7 separate regions of the Mus musculus genome follow, and all the other regions are linked to region 6. A link is a contact called in public HiChIP or PLAC-seq and promoter capture Hi-C data. All regions are on one chromosome and are shown on one strand. The core of a region is the stretch at or near the end of the contact, and the rest is flanking DNA. Distances in the headings are between cores, read along the strand shown. Region 1 holds the start of Tbc1d16 (TBC1 domain family, member 16). Region 2 holds the start of Syngr2 (synaptogyrin 2). Region 3 holds the start of Cbx2 (chromobox 2). Region 4 holds the start of Sgsh (N-sulfoglucosamine sulfohydrolase (sulfamidase)). Region 5 holds the start of Cbx4 (chromobox 4). Region 6 holds the start of Cant1 (calcium activated nucleotidase 1). Region 7 holds the start of 2900041M22Rik (RIKEN cDNA 2900041M22 gene).

Region 1 (2,700 bases), core at 4-2,503, 810 kb after region 6:
CAAGAAGAACTTCCTAGCTATACTCAAGACATTCCACTCACCAGAAAGCTATGGGGGGGGGGGGGGGACAAAACAAACAAACAGAGAAAAAACCCATAAGTACTGCTCAGCTAAGAGATCCATCCCCAGCAACCAGCTAAGAACCAACTCTGGTAAATTCCCAATGGGTGAATCTTAGCCGGCCCCTGTGCCCAAAGTCACCGCACCACTAAGTTCAATATTCGCTATCAAGGTTAATGTCAATATTTCTTCCAAGAGCTACATACATAGTTTCTTTTAAATTCTTTGATCAGTTATTAAGATTTAGAGTGGAGCCCCTAGTCCCCGGCTCTTTGCACCCATGTTCTGACCAGTATGCTTGGTGACAGGACACTTCCCCTCTCTCTCTCTTTCCTGATAAAGGAAGTTGACAGAGTCCATGGAACAAACTTTAACAGAGTCAAGAGACGCTTTTCTATTCCCCTATTTCTGAACGGAACCTGGACTAGATTGTGGCCAACATGTGACACCGACTTCGGAGGAACAGGCTTTTCTCACCGCGCGTTCTGGCAGGGTTCCGTGGGTTATTTTTAGCAATCTTAAATTGCCCTTTTTTCTTTTTATACTATCCCTTTTTTTCTTTCTTTCTTTTGAGGAAAGAGAGAGAGAGAGAGAGGCGCGCAGGCTAAAAAAGAAGCGAGGATCCTGACATGGGGCCTCTTAAATAGCCCTGACCATTTCCCCCTAGTGCCCCAACGCTAAGACCGCACACGCCCCAGGAGGGCATGGCACACCTTGGGGGCTCTGTCTGACAGTGCAGGAACCCCATAAGTTCTTCGCATGCTCAGACCAGCCAGCAAGACAAAGACCGCAAGTGCCCCGGCCCACAGCTCCAGACAGGCGAGGACCGAGTCTCCTCGAGTGGGCCCACTCCCAAAGCAGAGAGTCTCACTCGAGGGTGGAGTTCCCAGGGCGTCCCCAGCAAGATCCGGGTTCCTCCGCATCGCCCCCGCCCAGAGCCCAGAGCCGGTCCCCCAGCCACTCCCGGACCCCCGCGCAGCAGGCCCGGGTCCGGTGCGTGCAGATTCCAGGGTACCCAGGAACCGCCACGTCGTCCCGAGTGGACCCCAAAATCCCCGGCCCGCGATCCCAGAAGAACCCTGATACCCACCCGGGTCCCGCCGCGAGGGCTGGACACGCGCCGGCTCCAGGAGCCACCACCGCCGCCGCCACTGCCACCGCCGCCGAAAGCGAGGCGCGGCGGGGAGGGAATATGGAGAGGCCGTCCCCGCTCCGCCTCCGCTCCGCCCCCGCTCCGCCTCGCTCCGCCCCGGGGCCCAGCCCCGCTCAGCCCGGAACGCCAGGCACTAACTCCAACCTCAGGGTCCTGCGCATCCGTCGACCCCTGCTCGGGGCTTTCTGCTGACTCTGCAGGATCTCGCCACGCGCCTAGTACCCCGGACCCTGCCCTGGATGGGAGCCCTGTGCCCTCGATCCGAAAGGCAGGGCCTCCCTGTACCCATGTATGCGCTCACCCCTTGCATTTCTATTTCTCAAACTTAGGGTTACGAAGGAATGATGCTCCCCAAAAGGTACTGGTTCTTGAGTAACCCAAAGCTGGAAGTGGAAGAGCCAGAGCTAGGCGCGTTTCCCGGACCCAGCATCCCCAACCTGCCTGCCACTTTCTTTGAGTCCCTGAACATCATCAGGGTCACTCTACGGGAACTAAGTCCAGCCGGGAAAGTCTGGGACACATGGCGACGGACAGGCAAAACACATTTGTTCTTTAATGTGTTTGCTTAGTGTTTCTGTGTGAATCGATGGACGCTGCCAGACCCCGCCTCCTGCGGTCTTGGAGCACGCGGTCCAGACTTCGCCGGATGTTGATGGCGTAGCCTAGCAACGAGAGATGGCGGAGCCGGAGGACCAGGCTGACGGGTAAGCCCCGCAGGAGGGATAATAAACCCACCAGATGTTTTCACTAAATTTCTGCACGCAGGTACCCCCACCCGGACCGCCTTCTCCTTCACTTCTGTGCCCCTTCCCGCTCTTCTCCACTTTCTGGACCTGTCCTACACTACCCAACCCACGCTCCCCCATGTCCCCTATCTCTTGCACCTTCTGTTCTTTGTCCTTTTCAAGCGCCCCCCACCCCCCATCATTCCTTACTCCTAGCCCCTGCTTCTCCTGGACTACAGACTTTAACGCCCCGCGGTAACCATGGCAACCATCATGCTTGATAAACCCGCTGCAAAGCAGGACTTGGATGGATGGGACGCCGTTCAGTATTACAAGAGTGGGAAGAAAGGAGGAGCAGTAGCTCCGTTGGGATTGGGCTAGGCCCATACCTCCCCCTGCAAGATGGATTCCCCTCACCCCCATCATGGTCTTGAGGGATAGACTGATCCCCATCACTGAGTGAACCCCAAAATGCTGTTGCCGGCACTGTTTTAGGTTTTGTGCAAAACAAAAGCAAGTTTAAACAGTTCTATTTGCTCAGACTTTTCTGGGTTGTTTCATATAGTTAAAGTCCTTATGGACACCCATGGAAACACATCCAGAGTATATCCCACGAGAAGGCTAACTGTGAAGCCACAGGTATAGAATGAGCTCCAACTTGGGGAAGACTTGAAATGCAAAGATTCTGAGCAAAGGCAGGTGCACAAAATGCCTGCTCCAGTGGTGCTGGGAAGCAGAGGGGGGAATAGCCCAAGCTCTCAT
Region 2 (2,700 bases), core at 80-2,579, 610 kb before region 6:
GTAGGAAAGAGAGAGAGAGAGAGAGAGAGAGAGAGAGAGAGAGAGAGAGAGAGAGAGAGAGAAAGAGAGAGAGAGAGAGAGAGAGAGAGAAAGGGAGGCTTTGTAGGAAAGTCCTGACAGCCAGTTCTCCTTCATCAAACACTCATGGCGTGTATGAACAGATTTTAGGAGGTAGCCCTGGGCTCACCTACCAGCGGCTTGTCACAGGCTCTGTTAGTGTGGGGAGGGTGCAAATAGACGCAGATAGACTGTTAGAAGGCCCAGTCTCTCTTGTGCCTACTCCTGTCTTCTCCCGAGTGGTGACCCTTCTGGTGGGGCAGGCTTCTGCCTCAGTTTCCTTATTGTCCAGCCCCCCTCATTACTGAGGTGAGTCTGTCTCATTATTCATTATCCATTGAAGTGACTGTGGTAAAGCCATCTTGTCATGACTCCATTCTGTGTCACTTCTCAGCCCTCTACACCCCTCAACAGCCATGGTCTCCTTGGGAACAAATTTGTGTTGTCAACAGAAGGATATCTGGAGGCCTCTTGGCGGCCAAGGTGAAGCCCTGGGTTGACACACGACCCCTTCCGATTAAGCATCAGGTTCCCTTTCTAAATGTTATTGGGGGACAGGGGGAGCTGGAGTCTATGACCTAGTGATCTCATTTGTTTTAATTTTTAAAATTACAATCCTCAGTATGTGTGTACTTGAGACTAGATCTCAGATAGCTCAGGGTTGTCTTGAACTCCTTATTCTCCTGCCCTCTTTCTCTTCCTGAGACAACAGCCACCAGGTACTTTGCAGCATGTGATCACGATGTCTAGAAATCTGCCCTTCAGAGCCCTTTGGCTTTCAGGCTTAGCTCCAGAGCAAAGAGTAGCCAGAACTGTGGGGGCCATAGTTATTAATTACTACAGTAGTCCAGAGGTTGGAACTGGGGGCCTCTGATGTGCTAGGCAAGAGCTTATGCCCCAGTCCTTTGGTCTGGAGCAGAATGGTGAAGTGACATCCAGGTATTTACGAGCCTGGATTCTGGATTGGTGGGATTTGGGTGTCTGGAGGGCTTATGGGAGAGGACCTTCACCAGGGCACTGTGTAAGTAAGAGTAAAGTGGGAGCCGCCTAGGATGTCTCTTCTTGGGGACTCTTTGATCCTTTCTGGATGAACTCAGTAGGACATATTTCCCAGGGGTGAGCTTTTCCTCCCCCTTCCGCACCCTGGCGCCTCCTGCGAGCTCCAAGTTTTGCTGCCAACTTCCACGAGTTTGGAGGGGCTACTTCCCGGCGGTTGGCCCCGCCCTGTCGGCGGCCGGACCCGCCCCCGTGGGCGGGGCGGGGCAATCCGGCTAGTTCCCGGCCATCCGCGGCTCGGTGGCGAAAGCGACATGGAGAGCGGGGCCTATGGCGCGGCCAACGCGGGCGGCTCCTTCGACCTGCGGCGCTTCCTGTCTCAGCCTCAGGTGGTGACGCGCCTCGTGAGCATGGTGAGTCCACCAGCGAGGACCCGGAGCCGGGCGTCCTGGCTACCAGGGCCCGTGGGGCCGCGGGCCGCAGAGCGCGACAGGTGGCGGCGGCTGCGCGTCCTGGGCCTTTCGGAGAGCGCGGGGCCCCGTGCCCCTCCGCGTCTCTGTCCCCTCCAGCCCGTGGGTTTTGTCGCCTGTTCCACTCCGGACCTTGTCTCCCCAACTCCGGGCCGGGCCCCGCCGCACCCTGGACCACTGGTCCAGGCCGCTCTGGTGCGGGACGTCCCCGAAGTTCTCCGGGGAGGCAGGCCTGTCGCCTTGTTGGCATTGGGAGGGACCGGAGAGGGGCACGGCACAGCAGGTGGCCGGCACGCCGCGGCTCCCAGCCTAGGGAATTCACCTGGAAGGGACTTTCTGCAGCCACGTGGGGTGCGAGGAGGGGGATTGGCCTGGCACTCTGAAGGAGAGTTTCCTTCCCTCTCAGAGGCTAGCAACAGGTCTGCTTTCCCACCAAATGCACTCCCTTCCCAGAAGCGGGGCGAGCCCCCTTGTACCAGGCGTGCGGGGGCAGCTTTCCATACCTTGGGATGAAAACACTGAAAACTGAGACTTTAGCTGCCAGATTGAGGGTGGCCCCACTGCGCCCAGGGGGTCTGGGCCTGGAGCCTTGGAGGTGCCCTGGCTCCCCGGAATCTCCCAGCCTAGCGGTGGAATCTAGTGACTCCGTCCTGGGTTGTACCCTGTCAGTCAGGATGGCAGTGCCAGGAGCCCTGACCCATACTCCGCGCCCAGTCCTGGAGTTCCGGCTTCATCCACAGCTGGGGGCGGGGCTTGTGACTGCCAGTTCCACAATCCTATTGAGAGCGTCCCCGCAGGATCGCTCTGGTCCTGCAAGTCTGGAGGCAGCCAGGTGCCCACAGACTCAGTTGCATCTGCCGCCTTGACGTGGGCTTGGCGGTGGCCTTAGGGTGTGGGGAGGAAGCGAAATGACTAGGACGATTCCAAAGGAGCTGCTTTCCAAACTTTGGCCAGTCTCTGCTGGTGACTTTCCCACCTCTGTCCTGGCTCCTGCGGGATCTGAGTCTGGCTGTGGATCTGACCACCCCAAGAACCTTGCTCTGAGGGGAACCGTTGTGGGGGTGGAGACTAGTAGTTCTCTGGAGGGGAGGGGCCGACGTGCCAAAGAAGCCGGAAGTCCTTGTAGGGAGAAGGCTGGCTGACTGGGGAGTCTCTTGCTTTAGGGGGAGTCTTGGAG
Region 3 (2,761 bases), core at 61-2,560, 600 kb after region 6:
CAGTAAATGTGACACCCCATAGAATCCCGAAGCGCAAGCAGCAGTTGAAATGGATCCAGCTATTTATAGGATTACAATAAGCACACCTTTGTACAGCGCAACCATTTACTGCCCAGCTGATCTGAACAGGGACAAAAAGAGCTGTCTGGGAGACTTCAGCGGCTCTCTTCCCCCTTGCTTCATCCACTACTGCACCAAGCACCTAAATGAGCAATCATTGCGCTCTCAAGAAGGAAAAAAGAAGGAAAAAAAATGTCTCTTTCCCTGCCCCCTCTGCAAACAGCTGCGAGCTCTTTCCAAAGCAGATTTAACCAACCAACTAAACTGAAGAATACCCTAAAACCCAGTGGTTTCCCGATATTCGTTTCTTAGGGCAGAAAGCTTTACAACCAAAAGATATTACTCCTTCATAAATAGGTTCACGGTTACGTGAAGACAAGGTCCTACAAAGGTGTGACTTTGGATTCGCAGCCTGTTCAAGAAAGAGGCAAAACCAGAAAGCGAATTTTCATTGGATTCTGCTTTATTAAATGAGAGAACGCTTCTTTCATCATGTGCTTGACTCGCTTCAAAACTTACAAAGGAGACTGTTCAACGGAATTTATGTCTGAGCGGGAAAATAAATGGGTAGGGCGCCTAAGCCATGGCGACCTGGGAGGACCGGGGCCACCCCTGGAAATTGATCCAAAGGACTTTACTAGCAGAGCTAGCAAGCAGTGACAAGAATCCAGTTACACCCAAGTCTGCACACCGATCCCTCTGGCCCACGTCGACGTCACCAAAATCGTGAAATAAACTAAGAAAAAAATCAAGTTGGTTGTGTCCCCACGCGCGTACTAAAAGTCGGGGAACTAGGTCCCATTTTCACAACTCTTTAGTTAAGAGTTCGGAGTTCAGTCTTCTTCCAGTGACCTGAATTTTTCATCTACAACCTTAAGTAGAGTTTCGAGGCTCCTTTTTCGGTGTCCCCTCCCGAACCCCGTACTTTTCCACTCTTTTTGTACCCCTGACTGGTAGAGGACTAGTGGGGAGCAGCGCCCCTCACTGGCGGGGGCAAGAAGCGCCGCGTGCTCCCCGCTTCGCCGCCCTCTGGCCAAACAATAGCTTTCCGCAGGGACCTGCGATCCGGAGCGGCCGGACCCCAGGATTCCCGGAGCACGCAGCCTCCCGACACAGTGCAGAGAGCGCCCAACCCCACGGACTGGTCCCCGCCGCGGCTACCACGAACAATGCGCGCCCCGCCCCGCGCGCCCGGCGCGCCTATTGGCCCGGCGGCTGCGGGTAGAGCAGCGCGGGCGACTCCGGCGCGCGTGCGCGGGGCGGGGCGCGGCGGGGGCGGCGCTTTGTGTGCAGCAGTGAGCCGGGGTCTGCGGGGCGCGGGCCGCGGCGGGCGGCGGCATGGAGGAGCTGAGCAGCGTGGGCGAGCAGGTCTTCGCCGCCGAGTGCATCCTGAGCAAGCGGCTCCGCAAGGTGCGTGAGCCCCCGCCCGCTCCCCGCGTGCGCCTGGCGCTCTGCGGGGCTAACCGCCCGCTCTTATCTCTCCGCAGGGCAAGCTGGAGTACCTGGTCAAGTGGCGCGGCTGGTCCTCCAAGTGAGTCTCCGGTGCGCGGCCGCCTTCCCGCGCGCGCCTCCCGGCCTGGGTGGGAACCCTCGCATCGCAGGCCCGGGCGGGAAGTCCTGTGCCTCGGGACCCAGAGGACTCTGGCCGACTGGCGCTGCCCTTTGTTTACGAGCCCACGGGGAGCGAGCAGGGCGGCCTCCAGCCCCGAGTCCCTGGAGCCCGGCCCGCCTCCGCGCCGCGCGCTTCTGGCGCCCATTTGTTGCATGCGCCCCCGCCCAGGAGCTGGCCGCGGCTGGCGCGGGACGCGGGCCCCCTCCCCTTGCCCAAGTTATCCTGCTGTAACCTGAGCTTCCTACTGGTGGGAGGGCTCCCCCACCTACTCCTACCCCCGGCCCGAGCTTGCTTTCTTCTCAATGAGGGACGGGGACCCGGCCTTCTCCGGAAAGGGCTTCCTTTGTAGCTGCCCCGCCACCCTCCTTCCTGAGCCCCATCCCCTCCAGATACCACTCCCCAAACCCGGTGCCCTGCCCGCGCTCTCGGTGGTATCCTCCACTTTGTTCCGTCTGTGCCCCCCGGCTCCCCCTCCCCTACCTGCCTTCCCTCCCCTCCCTGGCTCCGGGCCAGGCCCAGGGGATTCCCTCGGCAGCTTTGCTCTTTGTTGGGGTTTGTTTTCCTCCCAGTGTAGACTGTCGAGTCCTCTCCTGGCCTGCTGGGGTTTGAGGTGGCAGTTTGCCTGTGGGTTTGAGGCTGGGATGCTAACTAACTTTAAGGACTTCTAAGACCTCAGAGGACAGCCTCTGCCGCAGTGCCCCTTGTCCCAGCGGGGCTGTGGGAGCTGTCCCCGGCAGCCCACCTGGATGCTGCTCACCAGCCCGCCCACCCCCCTTTGCTTTGCTTTTCCAGACACAACAGCTGGGAGCCAGAAGAGAACATTTTGGACCCGAGGCTGCTCCTAGCCTTCCAGAAGAAGTGAGAACTCTGGAGGAGGGGAGAGTTGGGTGGAATTGGCTGGTGACACAGTGGCCTGGGGCTGTGGTGTGGGGAAGCCTGTGGTGGAGCACTTTAAGGCCTCACAGACAGCCTCTGGTTTCTCTTGGCCTTTTCTGTGGAGTAGCTTTTGGTCGGCACTAATAGCACTTGAAGCTGGAAGCTTGTTGTAAAAAGCACACCTCTGCCCCTGCCACGGTGTGCGTGTGCCAT
Region 4 (2,767 bases), core at 146-2,645, 940 kb after region 6:
AGGACAGATGGGAGAACAGGCAAGAGGACAGCCAGGAGGACAGATGGGAGGACAGGCAGGAGTGGTTGTGTTACGTGTGCCTTCTGTTGCATGCCAGGAAGCCATGCTGCTTGCACACAGAGGTCTCAGCTCTTGCCTCTGACCCTGATCATTCAGTCCTAAAATTCCTGCTGTCATTATCTGAATCCAGTCTTCAACAGTTAAGTGAGGGTGGGGTCCAATCGAACAGGACTGTGGCATTTCTCTGTCAGGTTTGGAAATGAGACAGGTGTCATCAACAATCCAGGAAGGCCTCCCCAGAAACAGAGGGAGGAGCCGGCTCTCTGAACCCAGTCTCTCCATATAATGAAATTGTTAGACTTACATTGGTTTGTTAAAAACCTGGCCTGTAGTGTGGCGTGCATGTGTGCATGCGTGAGTGTGACTCTATTTTCTGCTTTGTCCGTATTTTCCCTGCATGTACATATACAACAGTTACAGATCCCTGTGAGCCGCCATGTGGGTTCTGAGTATTGAACCTGTGTCCTCTGGAAGAGCAGCCACTTCTCCTAACCACTGAGCCACCTCTCTAGCCCTGAGACTGCCAGGTTTTGTTGTGATGGCTGTCCAAGCTGAGACAGGACCGAAGTTCCAGAGCCACACGAACTGGCTCCAGAGGATTCCAGCGCCAATCCTATCCGGTGGATATACACCCTAGGCCGATCTTCGAGACTATCCTTGGAGAGATTGGGGGTAGTGCTGCAAAGACAGCACTGTTTATGTTACAATTAACCAACTGGCTTGCCCAGATACCACAAAGTTTATCAGAAGAGTGGGCCTGGCCCAGAGCCAGACCTCAGAAGGCCTGGGCTGTCACAAGCCAGGCACTGATCACCCAAACAGGAAGTCTCATGAATGCAGGAGGAACTTGGTGGTTTGCGTGGGCATTGGAGTACTGTACTTTTGGGCCAGGAGCTAAGAGAACTGACCAGGGCATCCTGCAAAAACTCGGGGACTCAGGCTATTCTCATTTCTGGAACCTTATCAGAGGTCTGCATGAGTAGCCGGGGTCCACCGGGTCTCCTTGGCAGCTTTGACTACAGATGTGGGAATGCTGGCCAGCTTGGGGATGGCAGAAGCGGGAGGGCCAGACGCATTTAGAGTCACCAGGAAGAGACCTGCAACAGGAGGCTCGGCAAGGAATTGGCGCGCCGGGGTCAGCATGGGCCAGTGGCGGGGAAGAGCCCAGTGGCCGCTTCTGGGAGCAGCAGCAGGTGGCCGTGCCAGGGACGGCGGCACTCACCAACTATCAGTAGCACGTTGCGCGAGTGCGCGCCGCAGAGTCCCAGGACCAACAGAATTGTGCAGCAGGCCAGTCCCGGGCAGTGCATGGCGGCGCCGGTCAGGGTAAGCGGTTCCGGCTCGTCCGCTCCCCACGGTCACGTGCACGGCAGGCCCCGCCCATGTCCTGCCCACTCTGTTTCTGAGATTCCTGCGGACTCAGCTACCGCCACTTCGGAAGACCCTGAGTCTCAGCGTCCGGTGGGTGAATCTGGGTCCTTGTGATGGAGAGAGGGAGTGTGTGGCGGTGTGGGCTGGGGTCACCAGGAGCTGTGGGGCCAGCGCTGAGTCCTCGGGTGAGCCCTACTCCGGGAACCCTCCCTACCGCAAACCATTAGAGTCCGGGCCGCCTTACTCCAGGTTCTCAGACTTGTTTGTGTTCCCCACTGGGACCTCAGCCTCCGTTTCCCAACCCCCCCCCCCCATACCCCACCCCGCGATCCCGGGATCCCGCGCTAGCGGCGGCGTGGGGGTGGGGAGGAGTGGATTTTGTCCAGAGTGTCATTTCCAGGGCTGGGGCGTGTGGACCAGTAATGAGGAGTCAGCTATGGGCTGGGACACGTGTGTGTGTGTGTGTGTGTGTGTGTGTGTGTGTGTGTGTGTGTGTGTGTGTGTGTGTCTGTTCGCCAGGATCTTAGCGGATGCTACGTACCTAGAATTAATTTGAGAGCTTCAGTTAGTCTTTGGAAAACAAAGTAGAATCTTCAGCCCTCCCACCCTTGGGCTATGAATGCCACAAGTGGGTGCTGGGTAAATCTTGACTTCAGGGATGTCACATACTCCCACCCCCTTTCCCCCAACTGCAGCCCTTAGTGGTGGGTGGAGTCCTACCTAACACCTTGGTGGCCCTCTGCGGTGGTGAGGTGTACACTTGGTGAGGTGTAAATCTTGGCTCCTCAGGGCCTCCTGGCTGCCTACCTACACACTCTGCCGGCCAGAGGAAGCCTGAGCCTGCAGGACCTGCTTCTTCTGGGCTGGGATAGTCAGGTTCCCCGGGGAGGGGGTAAAAGAAAGGAGCAGGTTCTTCGGGGTGAAAATGTCGTCTTTAGGCATCCCCTCAAGAGCTAGTTTGCGGGGGGCGGGGAGGGGGGGTTGGTAGGGGTTGACAGTGGAGAGACACCAGAGCTTGGGATCAGGGGCTATGGCCCAGAGATGGGAAAGAGAGGCTGAGGCCTCCCTGAATCCTTGGTGCAGGCCCATGTGCACATTTTGCTGGCTTCCTTTCCCAGATCATGGTGGTTTGGTAAACTTAGCCACCTGGCTCAGCCTCCCTGCCACAAAAGGCAGGCTATGCTCCTGACGCCCTTGGGAAGATAACGCCACCTTCTCCCAAGCTCAGCCCCTGATCACTGCTCCATGTCACCCATGCCCAGCTCTGTGAAAGGTCTGGGTCAGACCAGATCCCCCAGCCTGCACATGGCACCAGACACATGCTGCTGCTCTGCTA
Region 5 (2,700 bases), core at 127-2,626, 670 kb after region 6:
GTTTATTTTGCAGTCGTCAAGAATTTTAAGCATGTTACTGTGACGTGTTCCAAGGCCACTTTCCTCTCCAGAAACCCTCCGTGCAAAGCAGCCCAAAAGCAAAGTCGCAGTCCCCCTCCCTATCCCCAGCCCAAGTCTCCAGTAGGGCTTCAGCTGGTCTGCATTGGACCCCTAATCCGGTAACTCACAGCTCAGCGCCCCCCTCAAGGCCCAGGAGACCGCTGTCACTGGCAAGCAAACCCCAAATACTCAGCAGTACAAAAATATGCCTCTCTTTCCCTCTCCCTCTCCCTCTCCGAGTGTGTGTGTGTGTGTGTGTGTGTGTGTGTGTGTGCCTGCGCCTGTCTCCATCCGGTGCCTTCGCATTTCAAATTAAAAAAAAAATTCCCCATCGAAAGAGCTGCAGTGACAGTTCCCAACATTTTCTGTCTTTTTTCTTCCCTACCCTGCACCACCAGGAGGGAGGACGCATACAATTGCATTTTCGTCGCTTTTAAAAAAAATTTTTTTTTTTTTTTTTGGTTTTGCAATATGGAGCCGTTCGGTGGAGGGAAAGGGGAAAGGAGCCATTTTCTGCTGCACATCAGTCAGTGCCTGCGCCCTCCCTCCCTCCGCCGGCCTCCCGGGCTCGGCCCCGCGTCTCTCCAGCTCCTCCGGCTCCTTTTAGCGCATAAATTAGTGATGGCATTTCCCGGAGAGCGGAGCACAACACAGGGCGCCCGGCTCGGGCTCGGCTGCTCCGCTTCCCAGTGCCTGCCACCGACTTCCCCACCCCCTCCTCTCTCCACCCCACCTCCACCCCGCCTCCCGTCCGCTCCCCCACCACCCCACCAGCTCCACGGGTCTGCTGGCCAGGGCGCTTGGTGCCGAGGCACCCGGCCCCCGCCGCCACTTACTTGGGGGACCAGCCTCTCCATTTCACCAGATACTCCACTCTGCCCTGTAGGGGGGGAAGAGACAGCACTCCATCAGCTTCCGCGGGATCCCCGGCTCCGGCCCGCAGCCTCCCCACCCCCTCCGCGCCTCTCGCTCGCTGCTCCCGCCGCCGCTCCCGCGCCTCGGCGCCGCCACCCGCGCGCCACCCCTACCTTGCGTATCCGCTTCTTTTCGATGCTCTCCACCGCGAAGACGTGCTCGCCAACAGCTGGCAGCTCCATGGCCGAACCCGAGCGCTCAGGGGCGCAAGCGGCCGGCGCGGCTGCAGACACAGCTAGCTCCCGCCGGCGCCCCGATACGATCCTGCGCGTGGACCTCGCCACGCGCCCGGCCCCCGCCGCCGCCACTCGCCCCTCAACAGCCTGGCCGCCGCCGCCGCCGCCGCTGCCTGCACCCGCCGGCTCTCAGCTCGCGCTCGCTCGCTCGCTCGCTCGCTCAGACAACTGAGCCCGGGCCGCCGCGGCACGAGAACTCATGCAAATCCCGGACGTCAGCGGGCGGGGCCTCGCAGGGCCCAGCTCGGCGTCAGGAGGCGGGACGCGCCTCGGATTGGCGCAGCCCGGCCTACCCGAGGCCCCCGGTCTGGGCAGCAGGGAAGGAGGAGGGCGCGGGAGGAGGCTGGGGAGGAGGAGGGCGCGGGGAGGTGCAGGGGAGGGATCTGAGAGCCGGGAAAGTGAGCTGGGGCCGCGGAATAGAGGTGTCTCTGCCTAGGCGGCCAGGGTGGGCACCTCGACCGGGCCCACTCTGATCCGCAGCCGGACACTTGGGACTCTCCCGTCCCCACCCTCGGCCTCTGTTTCTGCTTGTGCAAGGCCCGGGGATCCCTGCTGGGGGCCACGGAAGCACCCGCTGCACTTTACAGTTGCTCCCAACTACATCTGTCCAGCAGAGCTCTGGAAGCACAGGGGACTTTCCGGCAGGGGGCGGAATGGAGGCGGGGGCAGTTCAGGACCCCACCCTCGGTGCCCACCGCCCCGCCCCGCCAGTCTCTGGGCATTTAGGCCGCGAGGTGGGGAGAGAAAGAGCCAGAAGACTGAGGACTTGGACAAGTGGAGGAGCACGGAGAGGCGAAGACAGGGACAAAGAAACAGCTGGCCACGGGGCATTTAGCACTCAAGAACCTCAGCAGAAAGGGGCTCTGAATCCGATGCCACCCAAGATTCTGAACGGCTTCTAATTTACACTTGGTTCACTCATTCGCGGGGAAGGGGCAGTTTCTAAGCAAGGCCTCTTGCTTAGTCTGAGATGCTGGGAGAAGAGAGAGAGAGAGAGAGAGAGAGCGAGAGAGAGAGAGGGGGAGAGAGAGAGAGAGAGAGAGAGAGAGAGAGAGAGAGAGAGAGAGAATGAATATGGGGGTGAATGAGTCTGGGGGGTCCAAGGGGACTTCGTGGGGCTTCATGGAAGAGCCTCAAAAGTAAGAGTGGGGAGGACCAAGTAGATGTTGAGGCGGAGGGTTGGTGGATGAGTGGACTGCGAGAAGGGGAGGGGAAATGGCCAAGGAGCCACAGTGTCTTCCTGAATTCCCGTCCTCTGGTCTCTGACAGCCAAGCCCTGCTGACGCGGCCTTTGGAGCCCTGGAGTGTGAAGTTTAGCACCTCGGAGCCGGCCAGCCCCGCACGTTCAGGGGTATTCAGCGCCAGCGTCCGGCTGGGGGAGCTGCTGCGCCAGACGCGGCCTTCCGAGGGCGCCACAGTGGGCCTGGGAGATCCGTGGGGTCGCAGTGGGTAGACTTGACAGAGAACATGCCATTCTAAGTGGGAGGGT
Region 6 (2,700 bases), core at 38-2,537:
CATGGTCCATTCAGTTGCAAGAAGCATTTACTTTTTTATAACAGGTCAAATGGAACAAAGAAAGCAAGAAAGCACACAGAATTCTGTCTCTAGCCAAGCAAAGACGCTCTGGGCTCTATGTGACAGAGATCCCTTGTCTTATCCAGAAGGAAGTAGGCTGTGCTCACGGGTTCCAGCAAGACTGCTAGGCCGAGGTCTAGGGAGCAGCTCAAAGGAGGGCCTGTAGCCCAGTCCAGAAGGATGGTCCTCAGACAAGCCCCAGAGGGGCAGGGAGAAGGAGTTCCCAAGGCAGGGTCTGCAGTACATGCAGGACAGTCTTGGGAGCTTGTAAGATCTAGTCAGTCAGGCCCCACTGACACCGTGAGACCAGGTTCCCAGGTCTAAGCTTTGTCCAGTATATAGACCTGAGATGGAACTGGGAAATGAAGCTGGTTACTGAGGCACTCCCGAGTGACTGCAGAAAGGTGCTTGGGTTTACTGGAGGCGTATGAATGTCACAGGTGCTAGGGGCAGGAAGCTCTGTAAGGATGGACCAGGTGATGCCCGACTTCGAGGCTGGGAGAGTCTAGCCGAGATTAGGGTTGTATGTGCAGAAAGGGACTAGGGGGTGTGCAGAAGAAGCAGGGGGTGTCGGTAGTCGGGTAGTAAAAAAGGATAGTGCACTATGCTGCCTAGGGGGAAGGTCCAATCTTAGATGACAGCAAGAAGAGCCAGGACAGGAGCAAGGAAGTGGGCGGTTACAGGTGAGGATGGGGTGCGTAGGTGGGTCTGTTAGAGAGGTGATCAAGTGCCAAACTGGAGAGCCCGTGCCCAGGCCAGGCAGGGAGGGAGGGAAGGTACTGTCGCTAGGGGCATTTGAAGCATGCTAGTCAGAAGAGGAAGAAGTTTCGCACTACTTCAGCACGGCACCCTCATCAGAAAGGGGAGGTCTCCCACACAAGCCAGAGGGGGAAAGACGTCTGTCTGTCCGGCACCCGTCACAGCCTAGCTGCGGGGGGGAGTTTGAGGTGCCTGGGGCCGGGCCGGACGGATGCGGGTGGCAACAGGCCCCAGAACACAGCGAGGGAGGGCACCCGGCCGCGGGCGCACCGTCACTCACCCACTGAGGGCCTGGCTCCGGAGCCTGCGGGCTGCCGCCTACCTGCGTAGGGCCGGACAGGGCAGGCGGCCACTTCCGCCCCGCCGCGCGCTCCCGGCAGTCTCTGTTCTGCGCCTGCGCCTCACTCTGGCCGCGCGCTCCCGGCAGCCTCTGCTCTAAGTGTCTTCCTGCGCCGCACTCTCGGTTGCCTACAGCCACGTCTTCCCGGCAGCCTTTGCTCTATGTGTCTTCCTCTACTCGCCCACCCAGTCTCTGCTCTGCGCCTGCGCACTGAGCGCCGGGCTGCTGGGAATCGTAGTTTTTCGCTTGAGCTTGTAATTGAGGCGCGGAAATCCAGCAAAGGAGTTGTCTGTCGTTCCCCAGTTAAGCTTCAGGGTTCTTTGCCTGGTCCCCCCGACCTTCGTCTCAGGAAGTTTAGAAGTTAGGACTCCTCTCTGCCGCCCTAGTCCTCAGACCCTCTTCTGAGCAGTTCCAGCTGGTCATAGCCAATGCTGACCAGATTCCACAGCAGGACCAGAGGATGGTGGTGTGTTCCCGCCGCCGACTGTAGTCAATAGCCCTTACAAACGGAGGACCCCGGTTCATCTTTTCCCAGCCTGCCTTGCCCTGAGCTCTGTGCTGTGTGATACCGGCTCAGTCCTAGACAGTGGTGGCATGTAAGGACTTTAAGAGGCCCTCATCAACCATGGAGAGAGTCAGCCCTGCCTCCTGACTTCAGCCTCATCCCTGAGTCTCCCAAAAGCCTTCTGGGAAGTAACCGATGCACAGTTGGGACGAATTCAAAATATGTAACCCAACACGGTGAAAAACAACCCTTTCTTCCACCCCTTTTTGTCCTCTGGGACATACACTAACTAACGTTAGAATATATACTAAATTACATGTGAAAAATAGAAATGTGCTGGGTTCCCTCTTCTGTGCTTGGGTTGGCAGGCCATCTTTCTTGAATTCTCTGATGTTCGTGTCAGACCAAACCAAGTCCCAATCAGCCACCTTCTATTTGTTACAGCTTCTCCACTCGGAATAGCAGATTGCTCGTAGGATTTTTAAAGCACTCTAGGTATTCCTTCCAATTCCCAGCTCCTCTCCTTACACCTGCAACGGGAGGCATGGTCCCGAATACTGTGCTCATCTTTCTCAAGCCTTCCTTTGCAGACAACACATAGCTGTGCAACTCTAAATAATACATTGCTCAGTTCTGCCCAGCTTAACCTTTATGAGAGATGGCAGAGTCGGTGTTCCAGGGGCGCGCGCGCGCGCGCGCGCACACACACACACACACATACACACACACACAGAGAGAGAGAGAGAGAGAGAGAGAGAGAGAGAGAGAGAGAGAGAGAGAGAGAACACGCATCTGTGTGGGTTTATATATTCACAGGTGCACTTGCGTTCCCCTAGAGGCCAGAGGACAACCTCGGTTTCTGGATGGCCTGGAACTGGCTGAGTAGGCTAGCCTGGCTGGCCACTGAGCCCCAGTGAGTCCCAGGAAGCTCTAGTACCCCTTGCACCAGGATTGCAACACCACACCCATCATTTTCGTAACATGATTTCTGGGCAGTGGATTCACCTCTGTGCTTGCAAGTCTATCACTTTGCCAG
Region 7 (2,702 bases), core at 122-2,621, 810 kb before region 6:
TTCGTTACAATTCATGGTCAAACTTGACAGCATCTAGAATCACCTAGGGTGCCAACCTCTGCGCATGTCTGTGAGGGAGGAGTCTTCTAGATTGGCTTAGCTGAGGTAAGAAGACCGTCCCTGGATGTGGGTGGCACCGTTCTATGGGCTGTGGACTTGAGCTGAATAACAAGGAGAACATGAGCTGAGTGCCTAGACTCATCTCTGCTTCCTGCTCACAGATGCTACCTGGCCCCTGCCTCAGACTCCACACCACGCCAGGACTGCACTCTCAAACCATGCACCACAGTAAATCCTTGCTCCATTAGGTTGTCTTGTCATTTCAACAGGAAAAGTAGCCCAAGCTGGTCCTCAGAATGGAGCTCGAGGAGACAACAGACAGCTCCCTCCTCCCTCTTCCCTCCTCCCTCTCAGTGACTGTGGTTTCAGCCCCTAGCCTGTAGTATGTGATCAGGCAACCAATCAGATTAAAACCTACACCTCCTATGCTTTTAGAGCTAATTAACACAGATGTGGAAATGAGAATGACCCACCAGCCACAAAGGAAGACTCCCATGAAGATCGTATAAACTAGAACCCGCTCTGCAGAAGCCTGCAGGATAAGCATTTCCTGCTGCCCTCCTGCCCACAGCTTGCTTCGGGCTTCACTGTGGGTTCACGTGGGCCAGAAGCTGCCAGCACAGCCCCTGTGTGCACAGCCCAAGATGCATGCCTTTGGCCTATGAGGGAGAGAGACAGAGAATGTAAAGATGAATCTTGTTAACTTGACAGAATTGAGAACTGGATACAATCCTCCTGGGCTGGGGTCTTGGACTAAACAAAAAGGAGGAACAGAGCCTGGCACCAGTATCCATCTCTCTCTCTGCTTCCTGACTGAGGATGTCATGTGACCAGCATCCATCTCTCTGCTTCCTGACTGAGGATGTCATGTGACCAGCATCTCTCTCTCTCTCTCTCTTTCTCTCTCTCTCTCTCTCTCTCTCTCCTCTCTCTCTCTGTCTCTGTCTCTCTCTGCTTCCTGACAGAGGATGCCATGTGACCAGCTGTCTCCCACTCTGGCTTTCACACCATCCCCACAATGACCTTGAACTGTGAACCAAACAACCCTTTCCTTCCTTAGACTCCTTTTGTTGCTGGATCTTATCAGGAACAGGAAAATTATTTAATACAGAAAAATTCACTTCTCAGGCTCGGCCAGTCTGGGCTATGCAAGTCTAATAAAGAGGCACAAAGATTCCAAACTCCCCAGGCTCTAGGAGGACGCCCCACCAGGGATCTCCTGGAAGCTCCGCCCACTCTACACGCTGCAGGAACACCTCGGACCTCAGAAAGGACGGGCTTGCAGGAGTCTGCCCCGCCCATCACACACCCATTAGAAGTAGAGCTATGAGGCTAGTTGAGCTGGCCCGCTGATTGGTTATATGGTCTTGTGCTTCCTTTTAACTTCTCTGGGCTTCCACTTCTCCCTCGGCAAAACACACAAGACCACGCCTTGCAGCTGCACCGCGCAGATGCCTTCCGAGCTGTCCTAAAAGCTGGGATCTCTCCGGCAGTGCAGGGTGAGTATTTGGTTAGGAGGCTGCTTTCTTTATCCCTTTTATGAGAAAAAGGACAGACCAGCACCAGTTCCACCTTCCAAGTCGGAAGCTTGGGCATGTGCTAGTCAGACCATTTACCCGTTATCACCCAGCAAAGATGTGATAGCTCTGGAGTCTTCTCCAGGAACCTGCTTCAGATCCCGTATCTCAGACACTGTTTCCTAGTGCCAGCCTTGCTAGTCAGCAGAGAGAGAGAGAGAGAGAGAGAGAGAGAGAGAGAGAGAGAGAGAGAGACCTGACCAGGGTGGCTGCTGTCTTGATATCATAGCTCATCATTTTGTGTTCAACTTCACAGGACTGCAGACTAGCTCCCAGATACTTTGTAACAAATGACACCAAGACAGTGAGCTTAAAACAAAACAGTGAGGTTCAGGGGTCCAAGCCTCTGGCCAGGTCCTCCACTTGTGCTCTCATGAAGCTGCCATCCTAGTCTGAACTGCTAATCGTCTGAAAGAAAGATCCATCTTCAACTCAGCCAGTTGGTGTCTGTCAGTTCCTTGTGGGCTGTCAGGCTCGCACTATGTGGGCTGTTGGACCTGTTTCTTTGCTGACGATCAGATGGAGACCACACTCTACTTCTGGCTAAATAGCCCCCTCTATCAGCAACTCAGAGCTTATCCAGCTGCTTTGCCAAAGCCAGCATGGGGTGGAGGGCGGGGGGTGGGTATCATGGTCATTTGGTCAGGCACAGTCCCACCTTCAGACACAAAGGTGGCAGGAGTCATGGAGAACAATCTGGTGGCCACCATGTGACACGATAGTCACACAAGCATGTCCTCAATTTCCAGATTCAGGAAGAATGTCAAGAACAGGTGAAGGACCCACCCAGGCTCAGTTCAGTGGGAAAACGTTCTCAACAGCTTTGATGTCCCTGAGCTACATGCAGGTGGCGTTGGTACCTGGCTGGCTGCGGCAGATCCAGAGCAGAAACCACATCGGTGGGAGCCAGGAGACTGAAGAGCTTCCCTTCCTACTGCAGTCCTGTTACCTGGGGTTGGCCGGTCTGCATAGTGTGGAGTCAGCACCAGCTGAGGATGTACACATCGGTTGACATTGGCCAGTGCTGCTGCTTCTGCCTCTACCCAAGTGGTCATTGTTGGGAGG

The links. Promoter capture Hi-C pulls out the DNA fragments that hold promoters and counts their contacts. HiChIP or PLAC-seq counts read pairs in DNA pulled down with a chosen protein or histone mark.
Region 1: a contact with region 6 is called in a FOXA1 HiChIP or PLAC-seq map of pancreatic cancer cells. The contact joins the promoter of Tbc1d16 here to the promoter of Cant1 in region 6. A contact is called at or near these places in 3 of 39 promoter capture datasets (embryonic stem cells, hippocampal neurons and stem cell-derived epiblast-like cells) and 5 of 115 datasets of contacts at active chromatin or transcription factors (astrocytes, bone marrow-derived macrophages, embryonic forebrain and 2 more).
Region 2: a contact with region 6 is called in a promoter capture Hi-C map of pre-B cells, with 2.9 times the contacts expected there. The contact joins the promoter of Syngr2 here to the promoter of Cant1 in region 6. A contact is called at or near these places in 2 of 39 promoter capture datasets (neutrophils and pre-B cells), 1 of 115 datasets of contacts at active chromatin or transcription factors (microglia) and 1 of 9 other capture datasets (adipose tissue).
Region 3: a contact with region 6 is called in a promoter capture Hi-C map of hippocampal neurons, with 7 times the contacts expected there. The contact joins the promoter of Cbx2 here to the promoter of Cant1 in region 6. A contact is called at or near these places in 10 of 39 promoter capture datasets (the 3T3-L1 cell line, 3T3-L1-derived adipocytes, the C10 cell line and 5 more), 2 of 484 Hi-C or Micro-C datasets (cortical neurons and embryonic stem cells) and 8 of 115 datasets of contacts at active chromatin or transcription factors (astrocytes, embryonic forebrain, embryonic hindbrain and 5 more).
Region 4: a contact with region 6 is called in a FOXA1 HiChIP or PLAC-seq map of pancreatic cancer cells. The contact joins the promoter of Sgsh here to the promoter of Cant1 in region 6.
Region 5: a promoter capture Hi-C map of hippocampal neurons shows a contact between it and region 6, with 5 times the contacts expected there. The contact joins the promoter of Cbx4 here to the promoter of Cant1 in region 6. A contact is called at or near these places in 7 of 39 promoter capture datasets (the 3T3-L1 cell line, 3T3-L1-derived adipocytes, the C10 cell line and 4 more), 1 of 484 Hi-C or Micro-C datasets (Th1 cells) and 3 of 115 datasets of contacts at active chromatin or transcription factors (forebrain, memory CD8 T cells and pancreatic cancer cells).
Region 7: a promoter capture Hi-C map of pre-B cells shows a contact between it and region 6, with 2.4 times the contacts expected there. The contact joins the promoter of 2900041M22Rik here to the promoter of Cant1 in region 6. A contact is called at or near these places in 1 of 39 promoter capture datasets (pre-B cells), 1 of 484 Hi-C or Micro-C datasets (CD4 T cells) and 1 of 115 datasets of contacts at active chromatin or transcription factors (memory CD8 T cells).

The regions. Positions count from the first base shown.
Region 1 is chr11:119,227,246-119,229,945 of GRCm38.p6, forward strand. Tbc1d16 (TBC1 domain family, member 16) reads right to left here and starts at 1,254. Exons shown (of 12, transcript NM_172443.3): 1 at 1,151-1,254. It overlaps Ccdc40 (coiled-coil domain containing 40), which reads left to right and starts at 1,327. Exons shown (of 21, transcript NM_001364767.1): 1 at 1,327-1,502; 2 at 1,783-1,917. The coding sequence starts at 1,889.
Region 2 is chr11:117,808,338-117,811,037 of GRCm38.p6, forward strand. It overlaps Syngr2 (synaptogyrin 2), which reads left to right and starts at 1,330. Exons shown (of 4, transcript NM_009304.2): 1 at 1,330-1,466. The coding sequence starts at 1,368.
Region 3 is chr11:119,021,711-119,024,471 of GRCm38.p6, forward strand. It overlaps Cbx2 (chromobox 2), which reads left to right and starts at 1,311. Exons shown (of 5, transcript NM_007623.3): 1 at 1,311-1,470; 2 at 1,548-1,591; 3 at 2,465-2,530. The coding sequence starts at 1,399. It overlaps Gm35829 (a long non-coding RNA gene), which reads right to left and starts at 2,129. Exons shown (of 3, transcript XR_389218.4): 1 at 1,563-2,129.
Region 4 is chr11:119,354,115-119,356,881 of GRCm38.p6, forward strand. It overlaps Sgsh (N-sulfoglucosamine sulfohydrolase (sulfamidase)), which reads right to left and starts at 1,396. Exons shown (of 8, transcript NM_018822.3): 1 at 1,283-1,396. The coding sequence starts at 1,370. It overlaps Slc26a11 (solute carrier family 26, member 11), which reads left to right and starts at 1,443. Exons shown (of 17, transcript NM_178743.3): 1 at 1,443-1,521; 2 at 2,694-2,767. The coding sequence starts at 2,737.
Region 5 is chr11:119,084,861-119,087,560 of GRCm38.p6, forward strand. Cbx4 (chromobox 4) reads right to left here and starts at 1,377. Exons shown (of 5, transcript NM_007625.2): 1 at 1,089-1,377; 2 at 897-940. The coding sequence starts at 1,157.
Region 6 is chr11:118,417,831-118,420,530 of GRCm38.p6, forward strand. Cant1 (calcium activated nucleotidase 1) reads right to left here and starts at 1,288. Exons shown (of 5, transcript NM_001025617.2): 1 at 1,100-1,288.
Region 7 is chr11:117,609,876-117,612,577 of GRCm38.p6, forward strand. It overlaps 2900041M22Rik (RIKEN cDNA 2900041M22 gene), which reads left to right and starts at 1,372. Exons shown (of 2, transcript NR_015489.2): 1 at 1,372-1,559; 2 at 2,387-2,702. Gm35170 (a long non-coding RNA gene) reads right to left here. Exons shown (of 4, transcript XR_003949818.1): 4 at 1,948-2,702.